Linked DNA regions of Sus scrofa: regions 2, 3, 4 and 5 are each linked to region 1. The links are chromatin contacts, called in public Hi-C, HiChIP or PLAC-seq and promoter capture Hi-C maps. All regions are on one chromosome and are shown on one strand. The core of a region is the stretch at or near the end of the contact, and the rest is flanking DNA. Distances in the headings are between cores, read along the strand shown.

Region 1 (2,700 bases), core at 177-2,676:
CCTACAAGACTCTTAAAATTACAGGTTGATTTTTTGAAGTGCTGGAGGGGATGTGGAGCCCACAGAACGTTCATGGGTCACGGATGGGAATGCAACATGCTACAATACAGAGGGGAACTTTGGCAGTTTCTTAGAAAGATACACCTAGCATATGACCCAGCTGTGTTCTCAGTTTACCCAGGAAAAGGGAAAACATAGATCCAGAGAAAGCCTTGGTCATGATGGTTCACAGCCACTCTATTCCTAACAGCCCTATCCTGGAAACCACCCACATACCCACATACCCATCAAGAGGAAAATGTAACCCATGGATTCAATGGACTACTCCTCAGCCATGAAAAGGACTGGACAACTGCTAGGTGTGACATGAATGATTCTCAACAGCATTATGCTCAGTAAAAGAAGACAAACACTTGTGTACATACTGTAATTACATTTTTACAAAAATGTTTTTATCATTTTTACGAAATTTTAGACATGGAAAAGATGCGTGACGGTGACAACACAGAAAGTGATGGTTTCTGGGGTTGGGTGGGGAGATGTTGAATAGAAAAGGTCATGAAAGAACTTTCTGGGGTGATGCATATATTCTGCCAGTGGCACTCATCTTCATTCAGTACGTAATTTTCCTGCAGGTTTAGGAAGGCTCCCTGGAGGAGGTGGCAGCTAAAGGGCGCCCTGACTGACAAAGGAGTTGGACAGAAAAAGGGGGCGTGTGTTACCTGCAGGGGTGGACTTGGCAAAAAGCAAAGTGGCTTGAGTGGGGTCACTGGGTTTAAAAAACATGGAACAATTAAGTAGCGGGCCAGGGGTTAAATACCTTGACGCCCGAGCCCCATTCCTGATTTGTTTCGGGACCCCAGACATGAACTCCCTCTCTTTGGGCCTCTCGTTGGGTCAGTTTTCCTTCAGGAAAATGGGCACAAGCTCCTTCGTTCCTCCTGAGTGCCCGCCCCTCCGGCTGGGAGAAGCCATCAAAAGGGCGATGACTGACAGTTCTATTGAGCCAATCGCTGGAGCCTAAAGCCCTGCCTTCCTTTTTCGTGGGCCAATCGTCACGTTCTCCTTGAGGCCGGCCAAAAGCTTCGTGACGTCACAACAGCTGATAAACCAATAGCAGCCATCAAGAGGCGGGTCATTTTTGTGATAGACTGCTCTGTTTCAAGATGTCCGCTTGGCGCGGGGTCCGCCGGGAAGCTTGAAGGCGGTGCTGAGGGGAAAGGGGCGGGAACTCCCTGTTGACTTTGCCCAATCACCTGTCGCACTTCTTGCGATAGACAGGCAGTCCCTCCCATCCCGGTCGACCTAAAGGGGCGGGGTTCTGGACGCCAGACTGGGCGGTCTCCTCAATTTTGATGGGCGTCTTTTTAGCCCAATTGCAAAGCGGTATTCCCAGACGGGTCACCTCCGTTACCAATGAGATCTCCTGGCGGGGTCGCGGTGGGCGGGCCGTGGACCCTCCGGTATAAGGCGGTCCCGGGGGAGTGCGGAGAAGGGGGGGGTCTCGGCGGCCGGAGGAGGAGTAGGTGCGGGTGAAGATGGCGGCAGCCGAGGCCGCGAACTGCATCATGGAGGTGAGCGCCTGGAGCGCCGTCGGGGGCGGGGGGCAGTTTGAGGGTCAGCGTTTTATGCCTCCGTCGTGGGGAAGGGGCTCTGAGTCGCCGGATTGGGGTTGAAATCCTTTAGTCGTACGGAGGGGGCGCCGCATGCTCCGGATCCGGGATGCCGTTTGAGGTGCGGGTTCCCTAGCTTTCGAGCGCCTGTGGCACCCCCTAGAATCGAGGGTCTCGTGCCCCCTCCCACGATGAGAAGGGCTGGGGGCGCTTCCGGCCTGGTCCCCACGTGGCCGCAGCGCGGTGGGTGGGGAGGGGGTGTGCCGTGCCCGCCGGCCGGGCGGCCTCCACGTGCGGGACAAAGGCCCCGCCCCCGGTCGGGGGAGGGGCGCCCTGAGGGGGGGCGGGGAGGAGGCTCCGACCCTCCCTCTGAGGCCCCCTGCCCTCCTCCCCGGGGATCGTGACAAGCATCTCGGGGTGGGACTGACTTAGGGGCTCCGCCAAGTAAAGAGTCTCTTGGGAGGGCCGATGTATCTTGACCCTGAACAAACCCTTTGTGGGAGCGGGGCATCTGCTTAGGCATCGGTCCAGGTTTCGTGCATTCTTGAATTGGGATTGGAGGAAGACGAATTGGTTCCCTCTGGGCCCCCCTCCCACCCCAGTTTCCTGTCGATGGATTCTCCCCCGCCCGGGGCTTGGGGAGCTGGCGGGGGGGGGTGGAGCATGCCCCTGTGACCTCCCTCTGGTTGGGGGGGGGCATCTAGCAGAAGGAGGTCCTTCCCGAAAAGGCGTCGTGCACCCCCTTGTGGCCATTTCTGCTGTGTGGGAGGGACCTCTTTTTCATGGGGCGTGTCCCAAAGCCCACCTCCCCGCTGGAGCCTTCCAGGCGAGGGGAGAGAGAGTCTGTCTTGGGAAGGGGATCTGAGGGACTAGAGGCCGCGAACGTTGCTCCGTTTCTCTCCCCAGGGCATTTGTGAGGGTGGGAGTGAAACCTCCCCCTTCCTGAAGCCCTGTGTGAGGGTCCGGAGCGTGGATGCCTTAAACGGTGTTCCGTGAGGTTTGGTTCTCGTGCAGGCGTGTGAGGCTGGTTCCGGTGCTGAGTTTCAGGCCCTCCGGGGGCCTGCCTGGCGGAGGTGTCGGTGCTGAG
Region 2 (2,700 bases), core at 145-2,644, 130 kb before region 1:
GGCGAGGCCAAAAAAGAAATGAAGTTTTGACACATGGTACCACATGCATAAATCTTGAAAACAGTATTGGACATGGTGAAAAAAGCCAGACACAAAACGGCACCATATTGTAGGATTCCATTTCTCTGAAAATCCAGAAGAGGCAAATTCCTAGAGACAGAACGTACACATCGGTGATTGCCAGGAGCCGAGGGGAGCAGCGGGGCTACTTAAAGGGGTACGGGGTCTCCTTGGGGATGATGAAAAGGTTCTGGAACTAGGTAGTGGCTGTGGTGGCACAACAGAGAAGGCACTAAATGTCACCAACAGGAACGCTTTTGTTTTGTGCATTTTACCGCAATAAAACGGATGAATGGAAGCATTATAGCGGGAGTGTGGGCTGCGGGGGTGGGTGGGGGGGTTGGAAGAGGCCCCCAAGCACGAAGGTATATCAGGACTCTGTTACTGAGGTCCTATCAGAAGCTATCAAAGTACCGCAGGAGCACTTTAAGGGTACCCTGGGGGAGGGGTTCAAAGGAGGAAGTGTGGAAGTATCTGGAAGACTTATCACAGCAGGAGCCAGTGAAGACCTGGGGGGGGGTGCTGACGAGGTAAGAAGGGGGCCTGCGCCGATCTCTAAAGGTGGGGCTCCGATAAGGTTGACTCCCAACGTTGTCATGAATTTGCTGGATCGCCGGCACCCTCGAAAAACAAAACAAAACAAAGCCCCCAAACAAAACTCAAACCAGGGAGCCACAAAGAAAGAGACGGGGGAAAAAAAGGACCCAAGTTTCTAGAGAGAGGCTGAGACCAGCTCCCGGCTGGGCCCAGGGCCCGGGGTGTGCCCTGCAGCTGGGGGGCGGGGTTGGATATTCCCGGAGTGGAGGCGCCTCTCCGGACAGGATGTGAGAGAGGAACTGGGGTCTCCAGTCACGGGAGCCAGCTGGGGCCGCCGGCGGGAAGGGATCGCGGCTGCTGTGAGCGGGGCTGGGGCCCCAGAGCCTGGGAGGCGAGGGCCGGGCGCCGGGTTCTCGGCTCTCCAGGAGGAGGGAGCCCCGGGTCTGGACCTTTGGGTCGGAGGGAGGAGGGGCGGGCGGGCGGGCGGGCGGGAGCCGAGGACTCGCGGGTCCGAGGGAGGAGGAGGAGGAGGAGGAGGAGGAGGAGGAGGAGGAGGAGGAGGAGGAGGAGGAGGGGCCGCCTCCGCCGCCTCCCGGCCTATCCAGACTCTGTCACTCATTAACCCCGACGGAGCAAACGAAGGGGTGAAAGTTCATCGGGGAGGCGGGCCTTTCGGTCACTCTCCGGGACAGGAGCCCCGGAGCCCGCCGCCGCAGGGACTGGGGGACGCAGGGCGGGGCGGGGCGGGGGTCCCAGGGAGTCACGCGCCCCCTCCCGCCCCAGGTCTCCCGCTCAGGATGCGGGTCCCCCGGCCTCAGCCCTGGTGGCTCGCTCTGCTGCTCCTCCTGCTGCCCGGAACGCCGCGCGCAGGTGAGGGGGGCTCCGGGGCCGGGGCGGCCGGGCACCGGGGAGGTGCCGGCGGCCGGGAAAAGAGCAAAGGAAGCAACATCCGAGGCCCCGCTCGAGCCGGGCACTTCCTCCTTTGCTTCCCTGGGCTTCATCGCCTCCTCCCTCTGGCGGTGTGTCTGGGAAGCTCCCGGCCCCCCTCGCTGGGTCGCTGGCCCTCGGTCTGCGTGCGGCGCCCGCTGGCTGCCTTGGCCCCTCCGTCCGCGGTGCCGGCTCTTCCCCCTCGGGGCGAGGGTCACTGCCCCATCCGCCCCCTCCGCCCGTGTCTCCCGCAGACAACCACCGCTCCCTCCTGTACCACCTCACGGCCGTGTCCGCCCCCACCCCGGGCGCTCCCGCCTTCTGGGTGTCGGGCTGGCTGGGGCCCCAGCAGTACCTGAGCTACAATAACCTGCGCGCCCAGGCGGAGCCCTACGGCGCCTGGGTCTGGGAAAGCCAGGTGTCCTGGTACTGGGAGAAGGAGACCGCAGACCTGAGGAACAAGCAGAAGCTCTTTCTCGAGGCTCTCAAAACCTTGGAGGAAGGAGGTGGGCCTGGGACCCCGGGGGCGCAGGCAGGGGACGCGGGCGGGCGGCCTGGGTCCTGGCTGGGAGGGAGGCGGGGGGCTGTGGCCTCGGCGCCTGGGCGCGGCTCACGCGGCTGGCGGCGCCCCAGGGCCCTTCACCCTGCAGGGCCTTCTGGGCTGCGAATTGGGCCCCGACAATGTCTCGGTGCCTGTGGCCACGTTCGCCCTGAATGGCGAGGAGTTTATGAAGTTCGACACCAAGCTGGGCACCTGGGATGGGGAGTGGCCCGAGGCCCGGACCATTGGCTCCAAGTGGATGCAGGAGCCGGACGCGGTCAACAAGGAGAAGACCTTCCTGCTCTACTCCTGTCCCCACCGGCTGCTGGGGCATCTGGAGAGGGGCCGGGGCAACCTGGAGTGGAAGGGTGAGCAGCCCCCTGAGGGTCCCGCGAGGCCTCTCCTTCCCGACCCCCTGGCCTTCAGTCTACCCCCTCCTCCCGAGCCGCGTCCCAGGGGGTCTTCCTCCACGCCCAGCTGCCCCTCAGCCTGGCCCTGAGGCCCCACGCGGCCTGACCTCTGTCCCTCTCCTGACGTTTCTCCATCTGCTCCAGACAGAATCACCCAGAGTCCCTTGAGCTCCCAGCAGCCCTCCCATTCCTTCATCTTTGCCAGCTCCCCTGGTGCCAGATGCC
Region 3 (2,700 bases), core at 80-2,579, 150 kb after region 1:
TCGAAGCTGTAGCCACAGCAACTCAGGATCCGAGCCGCGTCTGCGATCACAGCTCACGGCATCGCCGGATCCTTAACCCCCCGAGCGAGGCCAGGGATCAAACCCCCATTCCTCATGGATGCTAGTCGGGTTCGCTGACCGCTGAGCCATAAGGGGAACTCCCCTAATATTTTCTTTCTTTTTTTTTTTTTTTTTGTCTTTTTGTCTTTTTTGTTGTTGTTGTTGCTATTTCTTGGGCCGCTTCCGCGGCATATGGAGGTTCCCAGGCTAGGGGTTGAATTGGAGCTGTAGCCACCGGCCTACGCCAGAGCCACAGCAACGCGGGATCCGAGCCGCGTCTGCAACCTACACCACAGCTCACGGCAACGCCGGATTCTTAACCCACTGAGCAAGGGCAGGGACCAAACCCGCAACCTCATGGTTCCTAGTCGGATTCGTTAACCACTGCGCCACGACGGGAACTCCCTATTTTCTTAATTCATTTGTTCCTCATAACCGTTTGGGGTTAACTATTACCCACGTTTAAGAAACAGGGAAATTGAAACAAATCTTACACAACTTCTAGTAAGTGAATACGCAGTCGTTAAATTCTTGAGTGAATGAGAGAATCAATGAATGAATGGTTAGTTATTACCCACATTTAAGAAACAGGGAAATTGAAACAAGAAATCTTACACAACTTCTAGTAAGTGAATACACAGTCGTTTAATTCTTGAGTGAATGAGCGAATCAATGAATGGCCCTGAAAGGCGGGTGGCAAGAAGCCGGAGGAGGTGCGGAGGGAGGCGTGTGGAGCCTAAGGCGCGGGGGCCAGTTGGCACGCAGATATCACTGGCAGTGTCTCCCAGGGACCTCTGGCTCCGCCCATACCGCGCGGGGATCGCTGGGAGTTGTGGTCCCTGGCCCACCTAGCCACGTCACAGCCTTCAAGTCCTCGCCTTAGGCCTGGTACGATCCGTATCCCCAAACTTCTACGTAGGTTCCGTTGCCCCCAGGTCTGTTACTCCTTCCTCCCCCTTTTCCTGATGTGTCTTGATATAGTCTCCCGGCTCCGAGGGTCTGGGACTCAGGGTACGGTCTCCCGGTATGTCACCCCCCATCCCGATCTTGGTATCGTCCTCTACGTTCCTCTCGCCCCCCCCGTGACGCTTCGGCATGGTCTTTCCTGCCACGCCCCCGCCGAAGTTGTTTCTTTCACGTCCTCTGGGTCCCTCCCCTTCGGCCCATAGTATCTTCCAATTGTCGAATTCCCCGCCCCCCACACCCTCTCCTTTTCCCGGGGCTCCCCTAGCTCTATTTTGGTACACGCCGGCCACGCCCCCTCGCAGACGCTCTTGGTAGGCGCCGCGCTCCCCCGCTCACCACAGTGGTTTGGCCGCAGCAACCCCTCTCCAGCGGCGCGTCCTCCGCGTTTGGTACAGCCCAGCCCGTCTCCCCCGAAGCCGCGCGCCCTCGCCCCTCAGTCGGTGGAACCCGCAGCCCCCCGTGCGGCCCGTGGCAGCCCCCAGCCCGCTCGGCCCACGCCCGCCATGGTCCGTCCGCGCCGCGCCCCGCACCGCTCCGGCGCTGGGGGCCCCCTCGGGGGTCGCGGCCGACCCCTGCCGCTCCTCACGGTGCGCGCCGCCCGCTCGCGCTCCTGGCCCGCCAGTCCCCGGGGTCCGCAGCCGCCGCGGATCCGGGCTCGCTCGGCCCCTCCCATGGTGAGCCCCCCGCCCTTTTTCCAGAGCTTTCCACGGCCCCGCCCCCGCAGGCCCCTCTCCCCGGCAGGCGTCTTTGTCCGCGACCCACTTCTCTTAGGGGTCTTTCGGGTGGCCCGAAGGCTGGTCCCGCCTGGGGCCGGCTTCCCCCGTGAAACCCCTCAGGTGGTACGCGCCGGTCTCTCCCCTTTGTTTCGCCTTCGGGCCGGGGTGGCGGGGGTGGGGTACGGGGGCGGGGAGCGCTCAGATTACTGCTGACTCCGCGGCCTGATTTAAACGCGGGGTGGGGGGCGGGCAGCGTGCGCGCTTGTTTTTCCAATGGGAAAGTTGTTCGCTCTCCCGGCAGGAAATCTGGAAATGGGGGAGGGGGTTGGGGGACGGCGGCGAGTGGGGGCTTCGCGTCTTGCACTCGCGCGCGCCCAGGTGTTGCCCTCGGGGGCGTTCTCCTCGGGCCCACGCGCCCCTCCACGGCGCCCGTGGCGTGTGCGCCCAGGATTTATTTGCACGCTCGCGCAGATGTGGGATGCCCCTACCGATCGCTGCAAGTCTAGCTTTGCAGGCTTCGACATCTAGCTTCGCAGGTACCCTAAGTTACAGATGCTTCGCCAGCCATGAAACATGCATACACTTCTCAGAAAGCTCTATAAGGTTTTCTGGAGCGGTAAAGCCACATCTCAATGCTTCACGGACTGCCGAACCGTGACACTCTCGCGGGGATGCGCGTTCTATCCTGGCGCTCAAGCTGTCTTAAAACATTCTGCCCCGGCGTTGTGCTTGGCGGGGAGCTGTGGCAGGTCTGCATGAGCCTTAAAAATGTGTCATGGACTTTTATACGTAGCCATCCGGACTCTGAACGTCTGTCTAAATTTAAAAGTAATCCTTCCCTCCGCCGCCTTCCCCCTTTCTTAGCATTTGTGTCTACTGGTTCAGAAGCGCCTCCTGAGTCCTTAAACATGCACCCTGAGGCTTCTATCCTCCCTCCAAGTACTAAATGGGCTTCCTG
Region 4 (2,700 bases), core at 190-2,689, 240 kb before region 1:
ACATCTCATGCTTTTCACCACTCACCACATCACCTACCAAACAGGTTCTTTCCCAGATTTTTAACAAACCACCATCTAATAGCCAAAATAATAACCATCAATTAACAAGGATTACCACCTTAAGTCCTTGAGGTAACCTGAGAAGCAATTGTTATCTCCATTTCTGGGAGGAAAACTGAGGTTACGGGAAGGAAGCGATGGAGCCAAAATTCAAACCCAAGAATGTCTGACTCTGGTCTTATCACTCTACACTGCCCAGCAGTTCAGAGGCAAGGATACTGTCCATCCATTCGTTCATTCATTCAACAAAAAATTTTGGGGTGTACACACTGGACCAGCTATGTTTTGGTTCCCAAACAACTTCTTACTGCTAAGAGCTCACAACGGGGGAGGCGGTGGGGAGTGGGGGCGGAGGGAGGTGACAGTGCACAAACTTAGAGTAGATCACATGGTGAGACGTGCCACGAGGACCACTAAAAAACAGTAAGTGGATAGAGATGAGGATCTGAAGTGTAGACAGTGTGTCAGCGGAAGGCCTCTCTTAGGAAGTGACCGCTGAACGCATGATGGTGAGATGGAGAAGAGGATGCAAAAGGATGCCTTTTCAGAGTTCCTGTCGTGGCTCAGCGGAAAGGAATATGACTAGCATCCATGAGGATGCAGGTTCCATCCCTGGCCTCGCTCAGTTAAAGATCCGGTGTTGCCGTGAGCTGTGGTAAGGTCGCAGACCCGGCTCAGATCTGGTGTGGCAGTGGCGTAGGCTCCGATTCGACGCCTAGCCTGGGAACCTCCCTATGCTTCGGGGTGCAGCCCTAAAAAGACAAAAGGCAAAAAATAAAAATTAAAGAAAAAGGATGCCTTTTCTCTGTCTGGGCTAGCAAAGAGGCCGAGTGGGCATAACATCTTTTATCCCAAATGCCCCTCCCAGGGAGTCAATCTGGGCTGTAATCCTCTTCCTCTCTCTAGCCAGAAAAGCTGAAGGTATTTTTTCTCCACTCTCTCCGAAAGGGAATGAATTAAACGGTTTGGGAAAAAATTCTTCGGGGATCTATGACCCCTTCGTGACTGGAGCCCCAAAACGGCTCCGGAGGGGTGAGGCAGGACGGCATTGTGACGGTGACCGGCAGCCCAGCATTGAACAGAGGGCAAAACTTGGTGGCTCATAACAGCTCTCCCTCACTGGGGTCCGTTTCACCGAAACTTGAGCCCACAGAGAAGACCCAGTACAGGGGACGTAGGTGACCCCGCCGCCTCCTCTCAGTTGGGAACCCCTTCTGCCTTAGACGCTCGGCCAATACGCATGCGCCCGCCCCGCCCCGCCCCGCCCCACCAGGCGGGGCTCGCCCGCGGGCATCTCTACGCATGCGCAGCCTTGCTGGTACCTGCATGAGCGCGCGCCTCGCCCCGGTGTGCGCCTGCGTCGGGGGAGGAGCCCGGGAGGGGCGTGGCTTAGGCACCGCGTTCGCTCTCGGTCACGCCTCTGTTTCTTCGCTTTTTCTGGCGGGAAGAGCGCACGCGCGTCTCCTCACGACCCAACTGCCTTTTCCCGTTCGTGGCCTTCAGCTGTGTCCCGAGACTGTCCCGTTCGTGGCCTTCAGCTGTGTCCCGAGACTGGGCCGTGGCCTCAGGTGCGCTCCGGCCTTAGCGAGGTTCCCCAGAGTAGCCGCGTCAGAACTCCTCCTGACTAGCGAAGCCCCCAAATCATAGGCTAGAGCCCCAATGCAGAAGCCTCCCAAGCCTTGTAAAAAGCCTTGTTGAAATCCTGACCAAATTCCTTCAGAAATACTGAAAGGAACCCCCCCGAAATCTTATAGATGACCCCTGAAATCGCGTCAGAATCTTCTAGAAATTCTGTAGTCTTCCCCCTCAGAGCTTGTCAGAGAGCCCCCCTGAAGTCCCATTTCACTCCCTCTGTAAATCCTACTAGAAAGCCCCCAAGGTCCTCCCAGAGATCTCCAGAAGTCTTGTCACATCCACCAAAAATCATGTCAGATTCCCCTCCAAAATCCTGTCAGAAATGTCCGCCCCCCCAAACCCAGAGACTCCCCAGAAATCCAGTCAGAGACCCTCTTGAAATCCAGTTAGAGACCCCCTTATATCCCCAGAATTCCTGCCCAGGTCCTCCTGCTAGAATCTCCCCATCCAAGACCCCAAAGCCTCCCTGGGTCCCTCACCAGGAGTGTGTCCCCCAAACCCTGTCAGAGGCTCTCAGGGACCCTTCCCCACACAGGACCCACAACTATTGACCCTCTTCCGCCGCCCGTCCCCCCCCCCGCCTTGTCCACACCCTGAAAGGGTCTCTCTTCAAAGATCCCTTTTTCTAGGACCTTCTAAAAATGGCCAGGAAGCGTGCATGCCATAGCTGTAGCTCCTGCCTGGCACCAGGGAGAAGGGGGTATGGGGAGTACTGGGTGAGGAAAGGGGCTGTGCGGGTGGGGTGAGGACAGAGAGGCCCCAGGCAACCCTGCGATGACCATTAGCCCCAGCGTGCCCAGTTCAGCCCTGTGGGCACCATTGTCATCGTCAGGGCATCGTCAGGGCACAAAGGAGGGCGTCCCTAGCTGCTCCAGTGGCTCCGGGAAGGCTCCCCAGAGGAGTTTGCTGGGTCCAGAGAATGCTGGGTCTCCATAGGCCATGATGAGAGTGAGGGACCTAGAGGTTGGCCAGTGGAGAGAAGGGTGACAGAAGCCAGGAGCTGCA
Region 5 (2,700 bases), core at 71-2,570, 150 kb before region 1:
AATGGAGCTGTTTGGGGCCCCGAGTCTGTGCTGAGCCCTGAGCATGGGCCTTCTTCTCCTCTGACCGTGGAGCCTCAGACAGCCCACGAGTCATCTACCATCCCGTTTTACAGAGGAAGACGCCGAGGCCCAGAGAGAGGAGTCACCTGCCAGAGGACACAGAGCGGAACTTGGAGGAAATCAGTTAGAGACTGGTCCCTTCCTTGGCCACGCTGCCCCTGTTACTGTCTCCCCAGGATGGAGGCAACGCCAGCACCCGACCCCGGCCCCACCTTCCCCCCTCTGTACAAAGCCCTTAGCCCCAGGAAACTGTATATAAATCATTCTTTTCTGCCAGCTCTAGCCTGGCCTGTCTGTGAGGGGACAGGGTGTGGATGGCGCAGTTTGGGTTTGGGTGTTGGTTTTGCAGTTAAGGCAACGTTTCATTCAGGACCTACTTTCTGAGGTTCCTGGGGGCCCAGAGGTTGGGACCAGCCCTCTCAGGGTTCCTGGTCCCTGGAGAGGACAGGGACACAGAGGGCCCTGAGTACAGGATTACACACGCTCTAATGGAAGCGGTATAGGCAACTGTGGGAGCCCAGAGAAGGGACCTGAGCCAGCCTGAGCTATCATGGAGGCTCTCTGGAGCAAAGAACTCAGGCCGCATCTTAGAAGGTGGGGTGGAGGGGAGGCCATCCCAGCCGAGTGGCACAGCCAAAGCAAAAGCTTTGTCCAGAGAGTCCGAAGCTCATTGTGGGGCACTCAGGCATCCAGAAGTCATGCCTTCAAACATGAGACCTCATCGGGAAGATTAGCTCCATCTGCTTGACACATGGGGACGCTGAGGCCCAGATACGGCCAGGGATTTGGCCAGGTCGCAAGGAAGCCAAACAGGCACCGGAATCCAGATCTCTAAGCCTAGACTGAGAGCTGCCACCACGCGCCCAGCAGCCAGTCATTGCTCTAGGGAGTAACTGCCTCTCTCCTCCCGCCTTCCCGGCGCTCGCCTCCAGCCCTGGGCCCACCCCGCTTTCTGCAAACCCCGCGGGCAGCTCGCGCGAGGATTGCTAGCCCCTCAGAAATACCGGGGCGGAGGCTGGAGGGCCCCGCCCCAGCAGGGCCGCCCCCTACCCCAATGCGATCTCTCCCGGTATAGCCGTGGACGCCCAGGTCGGATGGGAACGACACTGATTGGTCAGCCAGAAGAAGACCCGCCTTGCAGTGGGGCCTTTCTGCGCACGCGCTCGACACTCTGGCCAATGAAAAGACGGGAAACGGCCTTTGTTGCGTCACTTCTTCCGCCCCTGTTTCAAGGGATAAGAAACCCTGCGCCAAGAGTTCCTTCTTTCCCAGGCAGCTGCCGAAGATGGCGGAGGGGCAGGTATCGGCTCCGCGCGGGCTGGGGCGGCGTGGGGTCGGGGTCGTGCAGGTCGGGCCGAGGTTGGACCTCTTTTCCCCCGCAAGTGTGCTGTGGAAGGAATTTAGGATCGATAACTGACCAAAACAGAAAGCCATTAGGGTAAGAGGAGTCCAAAACGGCTATTTAAGATGGCTTTTGCGTTCTGGGCTGGCCAGGATGCGGCGTCGTTCTTCCCTTGAGGAGCCGTGTTAGGGCCTTCAGCACAAGAAAGGATACTTAAAAACTAGGTCTCGTTTACCTTGTTCTTGGCCCAAGTAGACCCTTGTGTCCCCAGCGCTGGGGAAGCACGCGGAAGGCCGCCCCGCGGCGGCAGAGGATTGGCCAAAATGGAGGGTACTTAGGCCCGGCCAGAGCCGTGGGTTCCTTCGGCCTCCTGGGTTCTTCCCCAACTGTGGGTATTTTGGCAGGAAATCTTTTGCAGTGGATTGAGAAAACTGCCTACAGGGCATGCGGGAGCCAACTGGTTTTTGTCCCTCTGCTTCGGGGTTGATGGAGTCCTGCTGGTGCTGAGGACTGGGATGGAATGTTCTACCGCTCTCCACATCTTTTGCCCTTAAGCACCTGGAGGCCCTCAAGGAAGGCAGCAGCAGCCGTGCTCTGACTGCCTGATTTCTTTGTGTGACTTCTTGGATAATAAAAGGAGGATGGTTCTGGAGGGGGTCTGCACGTGATGGGTCTATGGTTAGGGAGGGAAAACCAAGTTTGGAGCCAGGCATATGATAGGGTTCTCAGAACATGCGTCCCGGCTTTTACGGTGTCTGGCACAGCTTGCGTTATGTTTTGTGTAATTCGTTTAATTTATCGCAGTGTTCCTGAGGCTGGTATTGGAGATTGGAGGGTTCTGATTGATCAAAGTCACATTGGCAGGGAATCTGGCTTTAGCGTCGGTAGCCTTTTACGCTGCTTTTCAACAATCCCAACTTGTATAGCAAGCACCTGATACGGGGACTTTGACTCTTGACAAGCCATGGATTAAGCAGTTGACCAGTTCACACTCGGAGACACAGGGCCAGCATGGGTTTTTTTGTCTCGCATCACCCACCCTGAACCTTGGTTTTCTTCGCTTTGACATTCATGCAGCAACCCTTTGAGATAGGGACGGGATGGGATTCTGTCAAGATTTTACAGCTTGCATCCAGGTCCCACGTTCTCCCTGGATGCTCAGTGTGGCCACGGTTGGTTCGCATTGTAGTTTCTTTTACCATCAAACGTAATCTGAGTACAGAAATTCCTGCCAATTGAGCAAGCTGGAGGGGAACTCTTTGGTATCTTAGCTCACTCACCAGGATCCTGAGTTAGTT

Evidence for each region. Promoter capture Hi-C pulls out the DNA fragments that hold promoters and counts their contacts. A called contact is a pair of places that touch in the nucleus more often than the background predicts. HiChIP or PLAC-seq counts read pairs in DNA pulled down with a chosen protein or histone mark.
Region 2: a contact with region 1 is called in an H3K27ac HiChIP or PLAC-seq map of alveolar macrophages. The contact joins the promoter of FCGRT here to the promoter of PRMT1 in region 1. A contact is called at or near these places in 1 of 5 promoter capture datasets (fetal liver) and 2 of 2 datasets of contacts at active chromatin or transcription factors (alveolar macrophages and skeletal muscle).
Region 3: a promoter capture Hi-C map of fetal skeletal muscle shows a contact between it and region 1, with 5 times the contacts expected there. The contact joins the promoter of PTOV1 here to the promoter of PRMT1 in region 1. A contact is called at or near these places in 2 of 5 promoter capture datasets (fetal liver and fetal skeletal muscle), 2 of 47 Hi-C or Micro-C datasets (brain and liver) and 1 of 2 datasets of contacts at active chromatin or transcription factors (alveolar macrophages).
Region 4: a contact with region 1 is called in a Hi-C map of alveolar macrophages, with 2.4 times the contacts expected there. The contact joins the promoter of CCDC155 here to the promoter of PRMT1 in region 1. A contact is called at or near these places in 2 of 5 promoter capture datasets (fetal liver and liver), 17 of 47 Hi-C or Micro-C datasets (alveolar macrophages, embryonic fibroblasts, fetal heart ventricle and 10 more) and 2 of 2 datasets of contacts at active chromatin or transcription factors (alveolar macrophages and skeletal muscle).
Region 5: a Hi-C map of skeletal muscle shows a contact between it and region 1, with 2.6 times the contacts expected there. The contact joins the promoter of RPL13A here to the promoter of PRMT1 in region 1. A contact is called at or near these places in 4 of 5 promoter capture datasets (fetal liver, fetal skeletal muscle, liver and 1 more), 19 of 47 Hi-C or Micro-C datasets (adipose tissue, alveolar macrophages, blood and 12 more) and 2 of 2 datasets of contacts at active chromatin or transcription factors (alveolar macrophages and skeletal muscle).

Annotation. Positions count from the first base shown.
Region 1 is chr6:54,717,419-54,720,118 of Sscrofa11.1, forward strand. PRMT1 (protein arginine N-methyltransferase 1) reads left to right here and starts at 1,427. Exons shown (of 9, transcript XR_002344722.1): 1 at 1,427-1,574.
Region 2 is chr6:54,588,958-54,591,657 of Sscrofa11.1, forward strand. FCGRT (Fc fragment of IgG receptor and transporter) reads left to right here and starts at 1,395. Exons shown (of 6, transcript NM_214197.2): 1 at 1,395-1,467; 2 at 1,779-2,030; 3 at 2,158-2,433. The coding sequence starts at 1,395.
Region 3 is chr6:54,864,263-54,866,962 of Sscrofa11.1, forward strand. It overlaps PTOV1 (prostate tumor-overexpressed gene 1 protein), which reads left to right and starts at 1,330. Exons shown (of 12, transcript XM_003127351.5): 1 at 1,330-1,700. The coding sequence starts at 1,530.
Region 4 is chr6:54,475,550-54,478,249 of Sscrofa11.1, forward strand. It overlaps CCDC155 (protein KASH5), which reads left to right and starts at 1,440. Exons shown (of 20, transcript XM_005664724.3): 1 at 1,440-1,628.
Region 5 is chr6:54,563,473-54,566,172 of Sscrofa11.1, forward strand. RPL13A (ribosomal protein L13a) reads left to right here and starts at 1,321. Exons shown (of 8, transcript NM_001244069.1): 1 at 1,321-1,360. The coding sequence starts at 1,346.